Regions from separate parts of the Mus musculus genome. Here region 1 is linked to region 2. The links are chromatin contacts, called in public HiChIP or PLAC-seq maps. All regions are on one chromosome and are shown on one strand. Each heading gives the region's core, a stretch centred on a gene start, on an enhancer-like site or on the middle of the called end of the contact. The rest is flanking DNA. Distances are from core to core; before and after follow the strand shown. Region 1 has its middle 9.6 kb from the start of Gm46921. Region 2 has its middle 28 kb from the start of Gm46942.

The links. HiChIP or PLAC-seq counts read pairs in DNA pulled down with a chosen protein or histone mark.
Region 1: an H3K27ac HiChIP or PLAC-seq map of trophoblast stem cells shows a contact between it and region 2, with 5 times the contacts expected there. The contact joins two enhancer-like sites. A contact is called at or near these places in 1 of 15 datasets of contacts at CTCF or cohesin (large pre-B cells), 13 of 484 Hi-C or Micro-C datasets (the C2C12 cell line, CD4 T cells, CD8 T cells and 9 more), 16 of 115 datasets of contacts at active chromatin or transcription factors (the NIH/3T3 cell line, bone marrow-derived macrophages, craniofacial prominence and 12 more) and 1 of 9 other capture datasets (embryonic stem cells).

What each region holds. Positions count from the first base shown.
Region 1 is chr5:118,480,496-118,485,600 of GRCm38.p6, forward strand. No RefSeq gene overlaps it. Among named protein-coding and RNA genes, the nearest start is that of Gm46921, 9.6 kb to the right of the region's middle. Within about 2 kb of position 3,221, at least 90 of the 459 cell types and tissues checked have an H3K27ac peak or open chromatin away from gene starts, as enhancers often do. A contact at or near this core is called in embryonic stem cells, neutrophils and trophoblast stem cells, where this site is marked.
Region 2 is chr5:118,328,997-118,334,162 of GRCm38.p6, forward strand. No RefSeq gene overlaps it. Among named protein-coding and RNA genes, the nearest start is that of Gm46942, 28 kb to the right of the region's middle. Within about 2 kb of position 3,000, at least 134 of the 459 cell types and tissues checked have an H3K27ac peak or open chromatin away from gene starts, as enhancers often do. A contact at or near this core is called in embryonic stem cells, neutrophils and trophoblast stem cells, where this site is marked.

The DNA of each region.
Region 1 (5,105 bases), core at 1,971-4,470, 150 kb after region 2:
GTGAGCCACTCACTCATAAATAATCTCTCTCAGGCTGGAGAGATGGCTCAACAGTTAAGGCCACTGGCTGCTCTTCCGGAGGACCCAGGTTCAATTCCCAGCATCCACATGACAGCTCACAATTGTCTGTAAGTCCAGCTCTTGGGGTTCTGACACCCTAACACAGACATCCAGGCAGGCAAAACACCAATGCACATAAAAATAAATAAGCCATTAAAAATACCCCCAAAACCTCTCTCTTAAAAAAAAACTTAATTATGTCTTGCCATATTTGTAAGTGCCTGCATATATGTCTGTGACCTGTGTCTGCTGCATGAAGAGCTCAGAAGAGGAGGTTGGATGCCCTGGCACGGGAGGACAGTTGTGAGCGGCTGTGTGGGTGCAGGTAACTGAACCAAGGTCTGGAAGAGCAGTGGGCGCTCCCTGATGTGTTTATAAAAAGGGAAAGAGAAAGAGGAATATGTTCTATGGGTGTATAGTCAGGTATGGGGGAAGGGGATGTCTCAACAGGCCCATACCAAGGCATCCCTTCCCCCTAGGGGACCAACCACAGGATGGTATAATATAAAATAGTTTATTCAGGGCATGGGGAAGGGAGCTAAGAGGGTAGTAGAGGCAGAGAAAGGCAGAGAGAGGGAGAGAGTAGATAAGTAGAGGCTATCTATGAGCACGTGGAGAGACAGGGGGAAGGGAATGGAGAAAGAAGAGGGGTGGAAGGGAAGAGCAAAGGAGCAACAAAGGAACAAGAGATCAAGAGAGAGAGGAGGGGGTGTGCCGGGCAGTGGTGGTGCACACCTTTAATCCCAGCACTTGGGAGGCAGAGGCAGGCGGATTTCTGAGTTCGAGGCCAGCCTGGTCTACAGAGTGAGTTCCAGGACAGCCAGGACTACACAGAGAAACCCAGAGGAGGGGGTGAGCGGAACCCTTTTTTCGTGGGCGGGCCTACCTGGCTGCTGCCAGGAAACTGTGGGGTGGAGCATACTTGGCTGTTGCCAGGTAACTGTGGGGGTGGAGCTTAGACAGATTGCTAACACTCCCAACCACTGGGAATCACTCCCGTGTCCTCCATTGGCCTCTTAATACTTAATGCGGATCTCAGCTGTTCTCCTTCTCTGTCTGCTTTCACTCTCAGTAAAATGATACAGATAAAAAAGTCCAAGCAGGGTAGGGGTATTCTAATATGTGGGAGGCAGAGGCAGGAGGATATCTGTGAGTTCAAGACCAGTCTGGTCTACAAGAGTGAGTTCCGGGACAGCCAGAGCCACACAGAGAAACACTGTCTTAAATAAAAAAAGTAAAAAAAAAAAAAAAAAAAAAAAAAAAAAAGCCATAGTCAAATGTAGTGGTACACTCCTGTTATCCTAGCACTCAGAGGTGGATGCAGGGGGATGGTGAGTTCTGAGATGCCTGGGCTATATATAGAGATCTCATTTCAAAATTATGCAATTAATTTAAAGTATAGATGTACTTTGATTTAAATATAGCTTTTGTTTACATGTTGTAATTGTTCTATTTCTTTTTACTTTATTATTTTTTTAAAGTTACATTTTGTTTATCTTGTGTGCGTCTGTGTGTAAGTGGGTATGAATGTTCCCTGGTACATGTGTGGATGTCAGAGGTCGATTTACAGGGGTCCGTTCTGTCCTTCCACTATGGGAATCCCAGGGATTGAACTCAGGTCCTCAGACTTGTGGCATGCCCCTTGAGCCATCCCTCTGACCCTAATTGTTCTAATACATTACTACATATTGGTGACTTTTTACTGTGCCCAATTTATAAATCAAACTTTCTCCCAAGTCTGTTAGAGTAACAAAATATAGGTCTGTGTGTGGTTTCAGGCATCCACTGGGGGGCTTGGAGTGTGTCCTCTGCAGACAAAGGGTGTGTGTGACAGGGAGTTACTGTATTTATTGGTTCCTCCTTGGAACAGTCTAGATCAGTGGTTTTCATCCCCTGTAATGCTGTAACCCTTTAATACAGTTCCTCATGTTGTGGTGACCCCCCAACCATAAAATTATTTTTTTTGCTGCTTCATAACTGTAATTTTGATAGTCATGAATCGTAATGCAAATATCTGTGCATTCCCATAGTTTTAGGTGACCCCTTTAAAAAGGTCTTCAACCATCTCCCAAAGGAGTTAAAACGCAAAGGTTGAGAACGCTGCTCTGAATCAACCTGTAACTGGGCACCTAGCTGCACCTCCATTACGCCAGATCAGCTCCCCCTCTCTGACACACCCCTGTGGAGGAACCAAAGTGAGGATGTTAGACCACGGGGGCGGAGCGGGCAACCTCTAAACGTCTTGAAGCATTCTCAGGGTCATGTGACTTTCCTTAATGCATGCACCTGTCTCATGCCCCATCATCACCTTTCTTTTACTACATTTGGGGTCTGATGGCCCTTCCACTCTCCCCCACACCCCAACATCTGCTTCTCACATAGACTTTTTTGGCCACTTCAAATCCTGGCCCAACAAAAGATTTAGACAAATAAGCTTGAGCCTGGGACAGCAGAGATGGCAGTAACTTTGTAGCTTCTTGTAGCCAGGGTCTCCCCTGAGACCCTGTGTGCTTGCGTCTGAGAAGAGGAGAGTAAACACCTTCCCGCTGTGCATAGCTGATGGATTGGCCCTTCCCCACAGGAAGTGGGGGAAGCATCTTCCTGAGGACCTTCAGCCTCATTTGCATAAAGAAATTATGTCCTATTACCAGATGTGCTGCCCCCCTCCCTGCTTCCTGACAGGACTTCCGTTGCTGTCACACCTTTTCCTGAGTAATCAAGTAATTTCTTTCCAAATACATTCCATCCTTGGAAACACTCGCCCCCCCCCCCCAATGGATTCCTCACACCACTCAAACGAGCAACTTGTCTCCCCGGGGGACCCACGGAGTGGTCATCAGCTAAGAACAGGTGTGGGGGAGAAAAGGAACAAACCTAGTATTAAAATAAAAAGTTCTATTACTTTTTTTTCTTACTATGTAGTTCAGGACTCTGTCCCGCCAACTCTCCTTTCTCAGCCCACCCCCCTTACAGGCATGTGCCACCATGCTGGGTGGGCAAACCTAACTTTTTGAAAGCTCATTTTTGCTTGGGCTCTTGCGTCACACCCTGTGTTCTCCAGGCTTTCTCGGCCCTCCGGTGTCTCCTTGTCTCCAAGTCTCACCTAATCTCCTTGGGACAACAATTTCCTGCTGGGGTTTTCAAAGAGTCAGAGAGGCCTTGCCACGCCCCTCGGTGTGTTATCTGGGGGCCAGAATGTGCAGCCGCAGAGGCTTGGACCGCCCCACCCCCACCCCCTTTCAGGGAGAAGCACATTTTCTCTTCCCTTTCACACAGTGGGACTCCATGAAGACACCATCTGGGGTGGCTGCAGAGGATGCTATTGGGCAAGGGGGGCGGGGTGCTGGCTGCCTCTGCAGAGGTGGGTGATCAGCATGGCTACTGTGGCCTTGTGACTGGGAAAGGCACTGGGGTCCTCTTGGCTAGCAATATTTCATCCCTTCCTGAAGGAGGAAAGAGATCTGGTTCCAAGGGCGGAATCTTGGGAACAGTATCAGGTCCCCACAGGTGCCCATTTGGCATGTGATATCTTGTCTGTCTTCCTCTTTCTGTCCTGGCTTTTCCTTCTTCTAAGGTAACATGGGGGGCTCGAGGCACACGGAGCTCAGTGGACAAAGTGTTTGTCTAGCATGTACAAGGCCCTGGGTTCCATCTTTAGTATTGCATAAACTGGGAGTGGATTCATAGACTTAAGATCCCAGCACACTGGGGATAAGACAGAAGGATCATAAATTCAAAGTTATTTCCAGCTAGAAGCTTGCCTGGGCTAAATGAGTCCCCATCTCAAAAAATAAACTTACCCCTGTAATTTCACAGAGCCCTTGATCTTTAGTCCTATTTTGACATACCACTTGGAAGTTATAAGCCCATGTCCATCTCTCCCAGGGGTTTCTGGGTAATGTCTGAATCTGTCTGGGCCACCGTGAAGTCCCCGGTATGTAGCACAGCTTAGACCCATGATTGATTTCTGATGAGTGTCTGAGGAATGACAGTTGCTGGGAAAGACCAGGCAAGACTGGTCAGGCCCGTGAAGATCTACAGGGACTGGCCTTTAGTCCTGGAGAGCTGAAGCACAAGACAAAGCCAGCCCTGGGGTGCTATGACCCCACAGACCAGGACTGGGTTCAGTATAGGGCCAAAGTAGCCAAGATTAGGAAGTCTAGCTCAGTCATGTGGCTTTGGGTTGACAAGCCAGGTGGGACCCTTGTCCTTGAAGGAATTCTGGGCTCACAGCTAGTAGGGAAAGCCCCTCCTCCAGCTGCAGGTTAACACAGGGAGCACAGCCAAGACATCTGGCTGCTCTTATGGATAGAAGTCATGTGTGCTGGGGTCAAGGTGAATGGCAGGGATGAAGGCTGCAGAAGAAGCCATGGTATCTGTCTGTCATTTATACTGGCCTTGAGGCTGGAGTGGGATGAGCTTAAAGACATATGGTCAGGCCAGACGCCATCAGGATCTAAACCATAGACATCCCCTTCCACCCCTACCCAACCATCATTCATTAATTCATTCATTTATTCAAGATTTTTGTTCCATCAGTGCAGGGAAGAGTGCAACTCATGGTTGGGTTTTTGAATGTAACCATTTAGCCATTCTGTAGGTGACAGGAATCTGAGTCAAGCCTGAGGCTGAAAAATTGAGTTTCATCGGACCCATTAGCACATGCCAGCAAACGAAGAGGCAGAATACTAGGCATCAAACCTTCTCCCCGTCAACACACCCCCCCATGCTTCATACTTCAAATACTGACAGCTCACCTTCCCTATATGGGCAGCTACGGGTTGGCAATGTACTCATGATCCACCTGGCGATAGTAACCATCCCCCACCCCCTACCCCTGCCAGCCTGTCTCCCTCCCTCCATCTGTGCCAAGCCAATTTCTGTGTTAGTCAAAGAACAGAATTAGGAAGGTAAATTTGCAGAATTCAAATTTGCAGGGTCCCTTTCCAAGTCAAACAGAAAAATTATGGATTAGCCCGGAGCTCAGACTGGCATTCACTGTAGGACAGGCTCATTCGTACGCTCAATTGCTCACTCAGCAACTG
Region 2 (5,166 bases), core at 1,750-4,249:
TAGCCAGAGGTGTCGCAGGCTTGTCACAATTTTTAGGGAAAGGCTCACAGTGGTATCTAGTCCATACAAACCCAGGGTGCTGCTCAACAATGCCCAAGACAGTTGCCTTCCAACAAGGATGGTCTAGCCTGAATGGTACTGAATGCCTGACCACTGTAGTTAAAACAACAAAAAGAAACATGGATGAAGGAACATAGCAAATGTACTCAATAAAACGTTAGCATAGCAGTGATTTCTAGATTCAAGCACTGGCGGCTCCTGCTTGGGCCACCTGGAAGGATTCTAAGGCTCTAAAGCAGCTCAGAGAGACAGTGCGGTGATTGATTAGTAATGTCTGCTGTGGCCCCATAGCAGAGAAAGGGGCAGCCCTGGTTCCTTGTATTTTTCTGACCCTGGCTAGGCAAGGGAAACATCTGCCTCTGCTCTGACATTCTGCAATTCTAAGGTGGGGCTTCTGCAAAGTCGGTCTTCAAAGTTCCGCAGTCAGCATTATTTACAGAATATTTAAACAGAGCAGGATCCTGCAGGCTTGTGTGGTTGGGGTGGGGTGGGCGAGCTGAGAGCCAGGAAGACAGAGACTCTTCTGTACAGGGTAAGATGGAGAGATGCTGAGAGCGAATAGTTGTGCCTCTAACCTGCACCCTCCCCAAAAATTCTCTCATCTTGGATGGGGCTAGAATTTTTATCTTTAGAATAACTCCATCCGATTAAAACACTGTATTCAGCTGCACAAATATTACCACAAAGAGGCTAGCATGCGACCCAGCCCTGGTTTGGTAATCTGTTATCCTGTCTATCAGAGAACAAGACCCAAGTGGCACGGAATGAGGTGAAAGACGGATTATTTTTAAGAGCAGATAAAGGGGGAGGGGGAGATAGAAGAGAGGACACTAGCCAGAATACCTGTGTGGCATAATTCTAAAAGGGTGACATTCTCAACGGTTATCCTACTCCAGGACCTTGGGAGTTGAAACCTGAAGATCCCATGATCCAAGAAAGCATGTGATCTAGGACCAACAGATGTACTGGGTCACCCTAAATTGCCCTGTGGCCCTCGTTAAGCTCTACCCCTCGAGCTGCTGTCTGGATTCTTTTTCTGGGTAGGCTCCTCCTTTGATTACCAGTCCTCTGTGGCTCCCCAGGACTCCCAGGACCAAGACAAACTCCTCCCCACAGTTTCTGAGTTGGGCCTAGAGCAGTGTCCTGATACCATTTGGCCCTCTTCTCTCCTGTAATGACCCCTTCCTCAATAACTTGACCTCCTCTTTGCACTCTCTTATGTCCCCCGCATTAGCTCGGGGACCTATGTCATGGATGCGCTCGGAACTTTCACTGGGAGCAAAGAGTTTAACTGCTTCAGCCTTTGCGTTGTCAGATGTCCCTGGTACTGATGCTGGTGTGGGCTATGATTCCTAGTTTGTGTCAAGAGGAATCCAGCTTGTCTCAGGTAGTCCTCAGTTCCTCTGGAGCATGACAGCAAAGCAATCAGGAACATGGAGATACCCTAAATGAAGAAAAATATTTCCTCCCTTCCTCTCTCCTGCCCTTCCATCTTCCTTTCTTTTATTCTTTAAAAAAAAAAATCCCTAAACAGTTTCATATAAATCACTGGATAGATTCCTGTTACGTTTCTAAGAAGCAGGTCGAATGGACAGACGCTGTGCCCATCGGACAGATAGATAAACCGAGGTGCCAGTCAGAGCTCCTCCACAAGGAGTAAAACAAAGTATCTGGGTGAGGCAGAGAAGGCCCAGTTGGTGACTGAATTCTCACTAACCCACTCCTGGATGTGAACTTGCTCCTTCACTGGCCCCTCCTCAAACCATTTGCTAATTGCTCTTTCCCCTTCAGGAAGAATGACAAGCACAGATTGTCTCTAAGCCCCGCGGTTCAACCTCTTGAGATCTAGTGACTATTACTGCCTCTTTACACACCGTGGGAAACTGAGGCTTGGGGGGGGGGGAAGACAATTTGCCCGAGGTTTGGGGAGCGGGAGGGGCGGGGGGGGGGGGGAGCTGATGTCAGGCTGCAGGCCCAGAACTCTTGTGGCTTCTATTCTTTGTATCTTCCTTCTTTGAGACCAGACTGACATCAAGCTATGTAAAGTTGAACTTCTGATCCTCCTGCCTCTACCTCCCAGTGCTAGGAAGATAGGTATGTTTCCGCTATGCCCTGTTTATATGACATTCGGGAATCGAACCCAGGACTTCATGCATGTTGGGTAAGTGCTCTATCAGCTGACGTACATCTCCAGACACTTGGGGCTCCTGTTCATTCTGTGGCGATAAATATATCACTTCCACGAGGTCTAGACTGGGCAAGTGGACATGCAGAAAGAGCGTGTACTGCCCGCCAGGCCCACGCGCGACCTTCCATCCCACCTGCCTTAGGGGCTACTGTGGAATCCGAAAGAAATGGAGGCCGCGGAGTCACGTGGTTAGCTGATGCTGGTGTGGCTGCCTGCGGGGAAACCAAGCCCGGGCTTTGCCTGGTGATACCATCTGGTTTGTCTTTTCTGCACGTGGGAGCCCTGCTGTCCCTGAGGATGAATAATGGGGACAGGGAGTCTCAGGTCACCTAGCCACAGAGCACTTCTCCAGCGACTTGGCTCATGATCTTAACCACAAATCCGGGGGCCAGGATGAGGGGGACTATCGTCCCATCCATCTGAGAGGTGGGGAGAGGGACCCAGGGCCCCGGAATCCCACTGGAGACGCTACTGTCATCACAGGATGGGCAGCAGGTGGCGCCACGGCCCTGGTTTAACAAGGACAGTGGGCTGGAGGAAAAGGGGAGGGGGGGGGAATCCAGTATGAGAAGCTAGTGGAAAACAAGGACTTAAATGAACAATTTGTTCCAAAACATTTGCCTTGTAACGGGGTCATCTATAAACTCTGGGGTTTCCTGTTTGCAGTGGAGCAGGCTGGCCGGCGGGTGGTCTCCGTATTCCCTGCAGCCAGGGAGACTCTTTTGAAGGCTGGCTCAAGAGCTCAGGTCCTCTTCTCCACCCTCTGGGCCAGACTGGCTCTGAAATTTCCCAGCTTTTGTGCCCTTAAGTGAGATCCGGTGGCGGAAGCCGCCGGCGGCAGCAGCAGCAGCAGCGGCGGCGGTGGCGGCAGCGATCCGTCCTGCGATCCACTTTCCAGAACGTTAGGTTCCAAACACTGGGAGGAGGGCGGGCTGAACTCCGAAGTCATTTCCAGAGGAGAGGCGGACTCTGATCTCTGCCTACCCTCTGCCGTCGGCCTTGTGCCAAGGCAATAAAACGAGGGAAAACAATAAAATAAAAGAGGTGAAGGTGGCCGTCTGAGGGAGCTGCTGCGGTCACTGTGGCTGCGGAGGGAGATGCTTGGTCTCAAGCCCAGGCCTGGTTATTTGGGGCACAGAGGTGACATGACTTTCCGCTATTGGAATCACTTCATCATAGGCTCCGGGGCAGCCAGACAGGGTGGGGGCTAGGGGTGGGGGCTGTAAATCAAGTTGTCGTTGAGCCATGTGACCTGCGATGGGCATTTAATGTCTGTGAATGTCAGTTTCCTGTGTAGATAACTGGTGAACGGTAAACCCTGCCACGCCAGGAGTGATGCTCACAGATTACTTATAGCAGGGTCTTGGGTACCTCCGGAGGAGGTAAGCAAGTCTATCTTCTGTTGTTGAGAGCCAACAGGTTGTCCACATAGGCCACCACAGGGCTGGAAGCATTGAAGGGAAGGTAACTTACACAAAAACACCTTTGCTCATCTAATACAGGCATATATGACAGTGTCCTGCAAGATGACAGAGTAGAAAGTCCCTGTTACCTAGAGACAGTGGCTTAGTGTCTGTTGTACACACTGGTGAAGAAGCCCAGAGCTTCTGCTAGACAGCGAAGTGCTTAGTGCCCATTTGACCTTGACAAAGTGCCAATTTATGCATTCATGCATTTAAATTATTATTTTGAAGGGTTTTGTTGTTTTTCGTTTTTGTTTTTTGTTTCCTTTTGAGAAAACTATGTAGCCCTGTCTGGTCTGGCACTCAGAGATCCTCCTGCCTCCGCCTCTAAACTGCAGTGCTGAGATTAAAGGTGTGCGACACCACGGTTAGTTTTTGTTTGTCTGTTTGCTTGCCTGCTTGGTTCCTCTTTGGGAACAGATGTATACCACCCATCCCGGTGCCAACAACAAATCCCGGGCTCCTTCCATGCTAGGCACCTGAGCTGCAGTGCTCTGCCTCTATAAGCAAACATGGACTGTAGGGTTACCATGCCTTATGCCAGCAGTGGCTGGATATACATGCAGGGTAGCTTGGCTGGGCCTAGTGGCAGACACTTGTAATCCTAGCACATGGGAAGCTGAGGAAGAGGATGGTGAGTTCAAGGCCAGCTTGGTCTACATAATAAGATACTAGCTTAAAAAAAAGTCATGGCAGTGTGTGTGTGTGTGTGTGTGTGTGTGTGTGTGTGTGTGTGATATCTCAGAGATTAAGAGCACTCTCTAGTCTTCCAGAGGACCCGAATTCAGATCCCACACCCACATGACACCTTACAACAATATACGGCTTCAATTTTAGGGAACTGTCACCCTCTTCTGCCCTCTGTGGGCACTGCACACATGTGCACACACCATACATGCAGGCAAACACGAAAATAAGTCTAAAGTAAAGGCCAGCTTGGTGACTCAGAGCACCAAGATTTGTGGAAACACACCTTTACCTCATGTGGATATGTGTCTGTTGCCCACCAGCCTTACAAATATAGAGAATCATGTTTTCTCACCAGGAGAGCCAAGCCAGAAGTTTAGTTGGCACCACATAAAGAAGGAAGCAGCTATAAATTGGGCTCCTAGCTGGGATAGAGGTTGTAGGGACTGTAGGGGCCACAACTCAGCTGCATGACCTCAGTTTCCAGGCCTCAGTTTCCTCATTTGCCCAAGAGCAGTATGTGGTGGACACAAGGAACTACTGATTCAAAGGTCTGTGTCTTAGGGAGTGTTTTACTGTTGTGAACAGACACCATGACCAAGGCAAGTCTTATAAGGACAACATTTAATTGGGGCTGGCTTACAGGTTCAGAGGTTCAGTCCATTATCATCAAGGCAGGGGCATGGTAGCATCCACGCAGGCATGGTGCAGGAGGAGCTAAGAGTTCTACATCTTTGTCTGAAGGTTGCTAGGAGAAGACTGGCTTCT